2 separate regions of the Hordeum vulgare genome follow, and region 2 is linked to region 1. Evidence: chromatin contacts called from public Hi-C data. All regions are on one chromosome and are shown on one strand. Each heading gives the region's core, a stretch centred on a gene start, on an enhancer-like site or on the middle of the called end of the contact. The rest is flanking DNA. Distances are from core to core; before and after follow the strand shown. Region 1 has its middle 38 kb from the start of LOC123452772. Region 2 has its middle 4.4 kb from the start of LOC123452772.

What was found. A called contact is a pair of places that touch in the nucleus more often than the background predicts.
Region 2: a contact with region 1 is called in a Hi-C map of leaf, with 4 times the contacts expected there. The contact joins two enhancer-like sites. A contact is called at or near these places in 2 of 6 Hi-C or Micro-C datasets (leaf and seedling).

The regions. Positions count from the first base shown.
Region 1 is chr5H:550,066,162-550,072,313 of MorexV3_pseudomolecules_assembly, reverse strand. No RefSeq gene overlaps it. Among protein-coding and RNA genes, the nearest start is that of LOC123452772, 38 kb to the left of the region's middle. Within about 2 kb of position 2,938, at least 1 of the 3 cell types and tissues checked has open chromatin away from gene starts, as enhancers often do. A contact at or near this core is called in leaf, where this site is marked.
Region 2 is chr5H:550,100,002-550,106,153 of MorexV3_pseudomolecules_assembly, reverse strand. No RefSeq gene overlaps it. Among protein-coding and RNA genes, the nearest start is that of LOC123452772, 4.4 kb to the left of the region's middle. Within about 2 kb of position 2,518, at least 2 of the 3 cell types and tissues checked have open chromatin away from gene starts, as enhancers often do. A contact at or near this core is called in leaf, where this site is marked.

The DNA.
Region 1 (6,152 bases), core at 1,689-4,188:
GCATACGTTTATCGAATCTATCCAACTTTTGTCAGCAAGTGAGAATGAACATAAAAATGACCCATGCAAAATTTGAACTATTACTTAAATCGTAATTTTGGTATTCTAAACTATTTTTCAATTTATTCAATAAGTTTCAAAAGAATAATAAATATCAAAAAGGAGAAAATGAATTTAAGAAAAGTTCAAGATATTTAAAAATCATGAATTAAAAAAATAAAAATAGGGTGAAAAAGAAATACGAAAGAAAAAGGAGCTGACAGGCAAAATTTAAACCAAAAATTACGAAACGTGGTACATATATAGGGAAACCGCTGTGGTTTTTATATAAGAGAAATATCATACTTAAATTTGTCACATGTAGTAATGTGTCCAGCGATCAAAGACAGGCTGAGCTAAGAAGAGCGATTCAATGGACAAAAGAAAAAACCAGCGATCAAAGACAGGCTGAGCTAAGAAGAGCGATTCAATGGACAAAAGAAAAAACCAGCGATCAAAGACAAGGCCGTAGCAGAGCCAGAGGAAGCAGACGGCTCGGAGGCGAGCTCGCATGCTCTGGTGTCAAAGGGGGAGAGGTCGAGGAATGGCGGGGACGAGGCAGTATCGCCTCGACCGTACACCACGAGGAGATTGCGGGTGCTGGACAAGGCCGGCCCACCGACCAGCCTGTGTATCCACGGCGCGTAGGTCACCTTCCCGACCACCCCCCACGGGAGCCTCGTCGTCGTCGTCGCTCGCCATCGAAACCAACCAACAGTTGTTGAGAGCTTCATCGCTGCTAGCACGGGCTTCTCCAGCTCTGTCTGCTCTTAGTTAGCGCTTGTATATCGTTATCGTGCCGCCGCGGTGCGTGTTGGAGGATTCTTGCTCGGGCGAACAGTGCGACCGAACACAAGGAATCGGTTCGTCTAGGGATGGACGACGGCATATTCTCAGGCCGGCAGCGCGCCCGTGCTGCTCCTGTGTATTCAAATGTCGAGAAAAGTCATTCTTCCATGCATGGGAGGTCATTTGGGTTACCAAGATCATACCACTCAGGGATTACTTGTATGAGGAGATGATTAGTCCATTCAAAAGTTTTGTGTCAGACCTCTTCGACAGCAGACACGAAGCTAAGAAAAATGATGACGATGCCATGGCATATGTTTACAAGATTTTTATGAACTCGCCATACGGTAGATTTTTTTGAAATCCAGAAAGTACTATAACGGGGATATGCACAAAAAGGAACGATATGAGTATTTGATATAGAATTCCAATTTCATCTCAGATGACATGCTAAGAGATCACTACTATATGGCCAGTTAGAATAGCAAAACATGACATGTTGACAACTCATCTGACTGGAATCTTCTTACTAACACAGTTGTTCAAATCTCAGCGCCTATTACAACATGTGATCATATTCATATGCACCAATATATTAGCAAACCTCACTGTTACTACACAGATACAGAAGGAGATATTCTAGTAAATCCTCTGCGTGCATCCATAGTTGGTGCAGTTGGAGATGTGGGTCATGCAGACTACCCTCCTTCTCTACTTGAACGCAGATCACACGAAGATGATGGGACACCGGTCGCTGAAACAAAAGGTGTAAACGATCACTGGAGCAAGAAGCAAGAGGCCCGAGCACACAAATAATACCGTTCCCTACCTAGGTTTTGCCAAAAATCACCCCCGACGCCTCCTATTCTTAAACAACACACACCACAAAACTCTATGGTCCTAGTTACATGTTCTTCTTCCACCATTTTAACTACACTCTGGTTTCTTGGACACATGATCTGCTACCTCAACACTAGACCATTTCTCTCCTTGTTGCTTGCGGTGGTTGTTGCCACTTCACTATTCTATATAGTTTGATGGAGATCAATGGTATAGCAAAGACTCGAACACGGGGCGGTATAACAAAACGATGGGGATGGTGAGAGTTGGCGGGGGGGTATAATACTTGTTCATCACACAAGGAACTACGATGTGTAATAGCACATGATCGAGAGTGTTATTTAACTCAGGCCGGTTGCTTGTCATATGGCTAGTAATAATAAAGATTTGCCGGATTGATGTTCATGACTAATGTTAGGTGCACCCATAAATTCAGTGGATTTGGCAAATCTATTACTGTTTGAATAAATGGAATTCTTTTGATTGTGAAGTCCTTCTATTAACCGAAATAAGCCAAAAAAAATCTCAACTCCAATTGTGTAAATGTAAACCAAAACCGGGAGAAACAAAACTCCAAATGTAAATATTTTAGTAACAGTTATATTTACTTTTTCATCAATTAGCAACATAAGTTAATTATTTGGGAACAAATCCTTACTCATTATGCTTCACATATAATCAAATATGGAATTTCAAACTTAGTTTGGCACTAATAGAAAACAAGGCATCGGTCCTGGTTCTGAAATCGGGATAAAAGGCCCCAACTTTCACTACACCACAGTAGAGGTTACATGACATGATTGTGTGGGCAAAGGTCCACTGATCTCCACAAAATAACCGTCAGCGTAGATTTTAAGTTTTGTCTTCAAATCATGTGTCGATGAACACATGTCATTGTGGACGCAATAAGTGTCGGCAACCACAAAGCCACAATGCATCTGTCAGCATTTTTTTAACAAACACGTCATGTGTATTAACCTTGGCAGTTTATCTATCGGCGTAAATACACACATAACGACGTCACATGTGTCGGTGTATGTAGGGTATATGATGCTTACTAAGTGTCAGCGTAAGACTTGGCGAGTGATTTAGGCCCGAAGAGGAATTCTTTTGGCCATTCTGCCGCCTGCCCGGGCGAAATATCCCTTGCTCGTGCGTGTCGTCGGTGCTCCTTCATAAAAAAATCCACCACTTGCCCGCGCCGTCGCTGCTCCTCACTAGATACAGCCCCCAACCACCGCAGCCATCGCGGTCCGCCCCGTCGCCCAGCTGTCGCCGTCGCCACGCTCTGCCTCGTCGCCCAGCCGCCGTCGCCCCTCTCCACCCGACGTCCAGCTGCCGCTGCTCCGCCCCCGTCGCCCCGCTCCACCCTGACGCCCAGCTGCCGCTGCTCTACCGCTGTCGCTCTCCTTCCTGACGCCCAGCCTCTGTTGGCTTTTGATCCCTAGATCAAATCACCAGAGCAGCAGCACACACACGTACATGCAAAGCAAGCAAGCTAGGAGGCACCTTAATGGATTCTGGCCTCGTACGCCAACTAGAGTTAGCTTAACGCGGTGATCAATCTCGACGGAACGGCTCGGCAAAAACTCTATACGGAAGGCGCCGAACGAGATATTGCTGCAGGCCCGTCCCCGTCTCGAGCCTGGAACGCTATATTTATTCTCTTGATGATCTGGTGTCACGGGGTATACATGATTATATACTACAAAAGCCAGCTCCCTTAGCTAAACCTATTCAGCTTTAAACTCTAGTAGTACACGGACACGGACATAACATTGGAGACGTACTCCATGTCGTGCTTACCTAATATTCACCCCCCTAAACATGACATGGTCGTCACTACCGACCTGGGTCCCAAATGCGATTGCTGCTTCTCATAATTGTTATCATCGGCATTGCCTTAGCCGTCCCTTGCAGCATTTTATGGATCATATTTACTATTGTCGGCTCATCCGTAGCTCGATGACAACACTCCTTCTTGGTCGCGTCTTCAATCTTCACCTCTTCTTCGGTGCTTTGTAGACTCTCCTTCGAATCATCGAGGGCACATCTTTTGTACCCGTTCGTGACCATACTTTGGTCTAACTTTAAATCCCAAGCTCTTGGCGCTTGCATCATCCCGTAAAGTGCCTTCTTAAACTTGTAAACTTTTCCTTCTTTGCATTTTTTCTCGTAGCCGAGGGGTTGTTCCACGTACACTTCTTCTGTGAGATCGTCGTTGAGGAAAGCGGATTTAGCATCCATATGATGAACCTTCCAATCCTCTTGTGCTGCCAAAGCTAGGAGCACTCTCACCGTCTAGAGTCGAGCAACCGGTGCAAACACCTCATCATAGTCAACTCATTGACGTTGTACGTAGCCCTTTGCAACGAGTCTTGCCTTGTACTTCACAATGGCACCCTCCGTGTCCTTCTTTAACTTGTAAACCCACTTCAAACCAATCGCCTTTTTGTTCAGAGGTCGGGTTACCAAAGTCCACGTGCCATTGCTCTCAATGTCGTTCATCTCCTCATCCATGGCGTGCGTCCGGAGTACTCGAGCGTAACTGGCTTTGTGTACTTGTAGACTTTCTTGAGGGTCTTGTAGTGACGAGGCCATGAGGAGTCCGTTGTGGCTTGCGAAGGAGGCGACACAAATCGTGTCGGTGTTCATGCACTTGAGGAAGACGGCTCACTCCCGGGCGTCTCATCGACATCTGTGTCATCGGCGTAGTCGTCGTGACCGTGAGCATCATCTTGATTGTCGTCGTCACTATGCGCCTCGTTGTCGATGTTGTTGTCGAGATCTCCGCCCGTGCCATGCGCGTCATTGTCGCTATCTTCTTGCGACCTATGTGTGTCGTCGTCGGTGTTGGCACCATGATGATCACTACCATTGTGGTCACCTTGGTTGGGCGTCTTGCCAACCACCTGGACATCCTCCCCTGCATCATCATCAGTTGGAAATTCAACCGTGAATATGTTATCGTTTGGAGCATCGTCGGCTGCAGCGCTCCAATTCCAGAATTGATTTTCGTCAAATACGACGTCGCGTGAAATTCGTAGACGCTTGGTTTGTGGATCGTAGAAGCGGTATGCCTTGGTGCCAGAACTCCTCTCGTATCCGATGAACACCATCTTGGTGCTACGATCAGCAAGCTTTGAGGGATGCGGCTCCGTCGTCTTCACATGTGCCACGCATCCGAACGTCCGTAGATGAGACACATTCGGCTTACGTCCGTAAATTGCTTCATACGGAGTCTTGCCGATCACCGCCTTCGTTGGAGTCCGGTTGAGAAGATAGACCGCCGTCGAGACAGCTTCTCCCCAAAAAGTCTCGGGCAGGTTCTTGCTCTTGAGTAAACTCCTTGCCATGTCAACGACGGTTCGATTGCGCCTTTCAACGACCCCGTTCTGCTGTGACGTGTAAGGTGTTGTGAGGAACCTTTTTATGCCAATCTTCTCACAGTAGTCGTTGAACACATTCGACGTAAACACTCCGCCGTGATCTGTCCGTAGAGCGCGAACCTTCACCTTGTGTTCCATCTCCGTTGCAGCCTTCAGCTTCTTGAACGCTTCAAACGCCTCATCTTTAGATCATAGGAGAACGACCCACATATATCTCGAGTAGTCGTCTATCACAAGGAAGAAATACTTCTTTCCCGCGTGAGTTGACGGGGTGATAGGGCCACATAGATCACCATGGAGCAGCTCGAGTGCATCACTTGCACGATAGGTAGAATGAGCAGGGAACGGCCTGCCGTGTTGTTTGCCAACCAAGCACCCGTCACATACTTGATCAACATTGTCGATAAATGGCATCCCGGATACCATCTCCATCTTTGTCATCTTCTTCAAGGCGTAGAAGTTAACGTGTCCAAATCTAGCATGCCATAACCACGAATCATCATCACTCTTGGTGAGCCAACAGTCCAGTTGAGATTGATCAAGGTTGAGGATATAGAGCCTGTTCCGTGTGCGATTAACACGAGCTAGCACGTTTCGGAGGTTGTCGAAGATCGTCATCACTCCGTTCTCAATATCCACCTTGCATCCATTCTCGTCAAGCTTCCCAATAGAGATGATGTTGTTGCTAAGCCGTGGGATGTAGTACACTCCGGTGAGTATGCGATGTTTGCTTGTGAGACCCTCGAAGAGGACAAATCCTTGCCCACAAATCTCCACATTTGAACCATCACCAAACTTTACCGAGCCTTCAACATCATATTCTAGCTCGAGAAATTTCTCCTTGCATCCCGTCATGTGGTTACTGGCACCCGTGTCGAGATACCACAACACGTTATGATCCCCGGATAACTTAGGTGTCACATTCTTCTCATGAAGTAGCACCTTCCGACTTGGTTTCACAACCATCGTTTCGGCGAGATCACAAACTTCTGCCATCAGAAGACCTGGACCTTCGTCTTCCTGCTTTGCCAAATTTGCCTTGATCTCCCGCTTGTCAGGCTCCGGACAATTCTTTTCAAAGTGACCATCTCGTTG
Region 2 (6,152 bases), core at 1,269-3,768, 34 kb before region 1:
ATTCTCGCCTTATCGTTCGGAGTCAAAAATAAAGAATCGGAGTCTCATTCGGGTCAGCTTATTTCATGTCAATACAATAGTCCGAGATGTAAAAGGCTTGTTTTTTAGGCGTTAGGGTTGTGTGGGGTCGAATCGTCGTTAGGTTGCAGCTCGAGGACGAGCTGCATGTCCAGGTGGGGTGTAGTGTTAGAGTACGTGATGGGCCTGGGTCCGTTAGTCTTAGGGTTTGCTTAGGGGTCAAGTAAGCCTTACTTGGAAGTCAAGTAAACCTCTCTATATATGGAGAGGAGATGTATCAATCTAATTATGTAAGAATTAAGAAGGAAAACCCTTTTCCCTCTTGCCCGGCCGTGGGAAAGGACCCCCACGGTCGGCTCTCTCGCGCCCTCGCAGCTCTCTCTCTCCCGCTCAAACCCTAGCAACCATAGCAGGGTTTTTGGGCTCGAAGATGCAAAAGGTGATTATTTTTGTATCTACATCATCTATCAAAGATGCTCTTATCTATATAAAAATTAGATGTTAGGTCCTATTTCATTTCTTTCATATAAGAAGGAGAATAAGGTTTATGTACAAGAGTGTTCCTATTTTTCTGAAGAGAAACGGACAAAGACCCCTAAAAAAAACCACACGCTGACACTAATCAACCAATATCGGCTGCCACCTGTGCCCGGCCAAAGGCCAAAGTCCTTTGCTTGGTGCCGTCGAAGGTAATAGCTGCTACCTCTAGGTGTGTGAGACGAGTTCCATTGAAGATGGTCGATTTTCACTCCTTTCAGATGTTCCAGATGGTGTAAAGGAAACGACTGTTCCTATTTCATCGTTTAAAAGCGAGAGAGGTAAGTTTTGGACCTATTGTGACCGTTTAGTTTTGTTTGGCACGTCGACCAATCACGCTTGATCTCCTAAGCGTCCTCCCATATAGGAGTATCACACCAGCTGAAAAAGCAGATTCAGACTTGGTACCATTCATTTTGAGATTCTTCGTGCATGTACAGTACTTGCCATCCAAAGTTCTCTCCAGAGCTCAAGATGGATGTTGCTGCCTGCTAGTTCTATCGTCCCATGACATTTTTTCTTCGTTTCTCTTTTTGTATATGTATAAAATAGTGTCTTGGACTCGAACTTGGACATCCATTTTCGTGTGCGCTTTTGCACTACGGAGTCATCAGTTGGCCCAAATTCACACATGAGGAGAGAAAGCGATGGCCGGCAAGTCCAATCATAAAGGGAAAATGTGATTGAAATTTGGGCTGGAGAAAAATTCTTGCTGAAAATGAGAGAGAGATCAGATGGTTGCGAGTCAGTGTCACATACGAAAACGTCGTTACTGACTATAATCTTCAGAAGAGGCCCACTGAAAATTGGACCCAGATTTTTGTGAGGCATAAACGTTGAAAAGTACTAGTATTACGGCAGCTAGCGTCAAAATTTGCTGTTTTGATCCTTTTGCGAAACTGTAGCCCGATTAGACCCTTGTTTGAAAATATTTTGGAATCTGATCATTTTTTTTACCATAAGGATGGATGGCATAGGAGAGCCTTGGCACAATGAAAAGTTGATGCCTTGTGATCATCAGGTCACGGGTTTAACTCCTAAAAACAGCCTCTTACATAAATAGAAAAAGACTGCGTACAATAGATCTAAAGTGGTCGGATCCTTCTCCCATCCTGCACAAGCGGTGTTAAATGCACCGGAGTACACGCCCTACCGCAAAAATAATTCTAAGTATCAGATACGGTGCCTATACGCATCTACGGTCGGGCAACTCGGCGTTAGGGTTGCAAAGGTATCGTCAGCCTTTATGGCGGTAGGGATACGTTACACTGACGTCGATAAATTATCTACCGTTAGGGGACTTCATGATAGACAGCTATATCCTACCATCATTAACCCCGATGCTAGAAGAATGATCAGATCTCGAAATATTTTCGAACAAGGTGAAATTTCGGTAAAGTTTTACAAAAGATCAGAACACCGAAATTTGCCGCAGCTAGATGGGTGACGGGAGAAGAGAAGAAATATGCGCTGCACAAGGCCCCGAGGGGTCGAAAGAAGAGAAGATTCTGCCTCTGTTTTGTACGTGCATCGCGGTGGATGGAACTACACAAGCTAATACCACCTCCATGTATGGTGGGCATGGCAACAGCCTCACATGCGAACTTGATAGATCAAATGAAATCAGGCAGGCAGGCAGGCAGGTATCAGCGGCCGAAATGACAGTGTCACCTCTTGTCGAACTAGAGACTAGAGGCACGATACAATGTCTGCCTGCCAATCTAAAGGTGATCGGTGTTGGATGAAGACGAAAACACAAGAAGCGTCCGTTTCATGAGGAAGCAGAGGAGGAGCCATCAATCAATGCCGACCGGCGACCCCGTTCCAAGATCCCCCTCACCATCACAACAGTACCGCCGACGATGCACACACAGACTGTGCTGTTTGATTTGATGATGATTTCCTTTTCTCGCGATGCCAATGTGATGCTGCTCAGTCCGCGGTGTCCACACCACACCACACCCCACACGCAGGACGAGCCAGATCCAGAGCCACGCGTGAGTGGTTGGTTGATGATCGAACCGTCATTGATAGCTCCAAGACTCCGAGCTCTGAGCAGAGACAACACCAGTGCAGTGCAGTGCAGTGCAGTGCAGTGCAGTGCATCGGTAGCAGTCAAAGGAGGTCACTGTCCCCTGACTTAACACACTGACACTGCTTGGATCTCGTTTGCTCGGAGAGGCAAATGGCCGTCACACTCGCCGCCGTCGGTGACCTGACGCTGACTGACCACACACCACAGATCGCACGCTTAGAGCAACTCCAATTAACCCAACGGTGATTTTGTCCGCTTTTTATTCGTTTGGGTCGGTCAGATATACACGAATGTCCGCTTTCACGTTCGGGTCGGCGTATGCGCCCAACGCTGGCTCGACTCATTTTGACGACACGAGAGAAAAAAATGCATATTTAAAATAAAAACAACATCAATTAAACAATAAAGCAGACCACGAAGGCCGGCGAGAGTCCACGCGTCCACATTTGCATTTAATTTTTTTTAAAACAAACTAAAGTACGAGGCGGCGCGTCGTCTTAGGCGGCATCGCCGTCGTCCTCGGGGTCCGTGAGGTCGATCAGCGTGGGCGCAGGGCCGGCCCAGGAAAACATCGTGTTCCAGAGGGCGTTCATGTCGGACGCGAGCTGTGTCGCCGCCTCTGCCGCCGCAGCCTGGCGCGCCTCCTCCTCGGCATCACGCTCGAGCATCTCGAGGTACCCGCCGTGGCGGCGCTCCTCGGCCAGCCGTCGTTGGCGCCAATGTTCGAGGTACGTCGCCTTCTACGCCGGCGTCGCCCCAACCCAGACCGGTGGCGCGATGACCCACTCGTGCACTACTCCCGTCCAGGAGTAGTGCTCGATGGGGGACGGCTTGGGCTCCGGCTCGGCTTTGACAGGGGACGACGGGGTCACCGGCGGCAGGACACAGTCGCCCGCCGCGGAGAGGGCCATGGCAGCCTCGTACGCCTCCTCCTCATGCTCGACCGCCGCCGCCCTGCGCCGCTCGTCCTCCTCGCTCTCCTGGTAGACCACCGCAAGGTCCGCCTGGTAGGCGGCCTCCGGTGCCTGGTCCTCCTCGCGGACGATGAGCGGGGGCGGTGGCACGGTGCGGTCGACTTCGCGAACGTCGCGTCGCCTCGCCTCCTCGTGCTCGAAGGCGAACCAGCGAGCCGAGTTGGACAAGTCGGTTGCGTAGGAGGGGTCGCGGCGCTGCTCCGGCGTCAGGAGCGCCCGCTGGCACCGGACCTCCTCCGTGTGCGCCCTAGCCGACCGCGGCACCGCCGACACTAGGATTCTCTCCGGATCTAGGTGCCAGTCGTGCGACAGGGTGGCGTCGGGGTACGGGAGAGGCACGCGATGCTGCCAGTGCCACTCCACCTGGTGCACTGGCACGTTGACGCGCTGCGGTCGGCTAGGGCACACACGGAGGAGGTCCGAGGGAACCCGTTGACGTGCTGCGGTCGGCGGAGGCGGGAGGAACTCCGAAGGAAAAGGAATGACGGGGGACTTGCCCTTGGCCTTGCTGCTGTCGGCACCGGAGAAGAGCCCCATCTGGTACGGCTGGGGTGGCTAGGATTTGCCGGCAACAGGGGGAGTGAGTGTGGCTAGATGGGGACGGGGGCTAGCTGGAAGCGGATGAGGACGGCCCAGCCGCACGGTGGGCTTAAAAAAGGACGACCGTCGTCGCTGACGTGTGGGACCGAAGTCATAAATTAAGCTGACCAGGTAGGTCGCGGGCAATTGGACGATCGCCAGGTGGGGACGGAGCGGACACCGATAAGGCGCGCGTGGCATCCGTTCTGCGTCCGCGCCAACGTCGCCCTGCACGCGCCTTGGCTGCACCCAGCCGTGCTAGCCCCGCCCGCGGTGCTACATCAGATTCATGAGCACATGCAAGTGACTGACTCGAATATCAAAGCATGTGCTACAGCAGATTCGTCAGCACATACAAGTAACTGACTTGAATATCAAAGCATATGCTACGGCAAATTCGTGACCACGTACAAGTAACTCACTAGGATATCAAAACATGTGCTACAACAAATTTGTGAGCACATACAAGTGATTGACTCGAACATAAAAGGATGTGCTGCAGCAGATTCGTGAACACATACAATTGACTGACTCGAATATCAAAGCATGTGATACAGCAGATTCGTGAGCACATACAAGTGACTGACTTCACATATCAAAGCATGTGCTACAGTATATTTGTGAGCACATACTAGTGACTGACTCGAATATCAAAACATGTGCTATAGCAGATTCGTGAGCACATACAAGTGATTGACTCAAATATCAAATCATATGCTACAGCAGATACTTGAACACATACAAGTAACAGACTCAAATATTAAAGCATGCGCTACAGGTGGTACTTGTCTTACTCGCCTCTGTCCGACGTGCCGCATGCCGTGTGGGCGACGCATGCATGCAAATGCAAGAGACACATTTGTGCCACAAGTCATTTGCCGCCGCAGCGCACGGTTTTACGCCAGATGATTCCCACAACCGGTTCAAAACAGTTTTAGTCTCACGACGATGTAAAACAATTATTTTTATACTAGAATTTTATATTTATTCTAAATTAAGTGAAGCATATTATAGTTGTGATTAATATATATCTTATTACTTAGTGACATAAGAATATTTTCAAATAATATTATATTATTCATTGTTACACAGTCGTGGTGTATATAATAAAAAGATATTTTTCAAAATAAAATTCTTGTGATATATAAATTTCCCTTCATTGTTAAAACAATGTTTCAACTTTATTTTATAATATTGCATAAATAATGTAGTGTATACACATTTGCATATCCATGTGTGAGTTCATATATATTTTAATATTATTGAATATTACGGTAAGATTTCTAAATCACTTACACTAACAAATATCATAATAATGGTTTCTAGTGTATATTAGGCAGTCATATCCATGGAAAATTCTAGTTCATAAAAATTGTGACTTGCAAGTTGGGTTTAGTAATAGAATCATCGAATAATTAAAGATATTGTTGATTATACTTCAACATATGAGTCGATTACATGGCATGCTTGTCTAGTTTCCCTTGGTTTGATTTGATGCAAATGAGATGTCCTACACTATTATCAAATTAAAAATTATGCATTTGTTTAAACATCGAAATCTAGTTATCATTATTTTCATTATGATACAAGACATTCATCGTTGAACCTAACTTCGCCAATCGAAATGATTTGCCTATGTGTGGTATACCCTATTAGTATGTGGTGTGTGTTGGGGAACGTCGCATGGGAAACAAAAATTTTCCTACGCGCACGAAGACCTATCATGGTGATGTCCATCTACGAGAGGGGATGAGTGATCTACGTACCCTTGTAGATCGTACAGCAGAAGCGTTAGAGAACGCGGTTGATGTAGTGGAACGTCCTCACGTCCCTCGATCCGCCCCGCGAACAATCCCGCGATCAGTCCCACGATCTAGTACCGAACGGACGGCACCTCCGCGTTCAGCACACGTACAGCTCGACGATGATCTCGGCCTTCTTGATCCAGCAAGAGAGACGGAGAGGTAGAAGAGTTCTCCGGCAGCGTGACGGTGCTCCGGAGGTTGGTG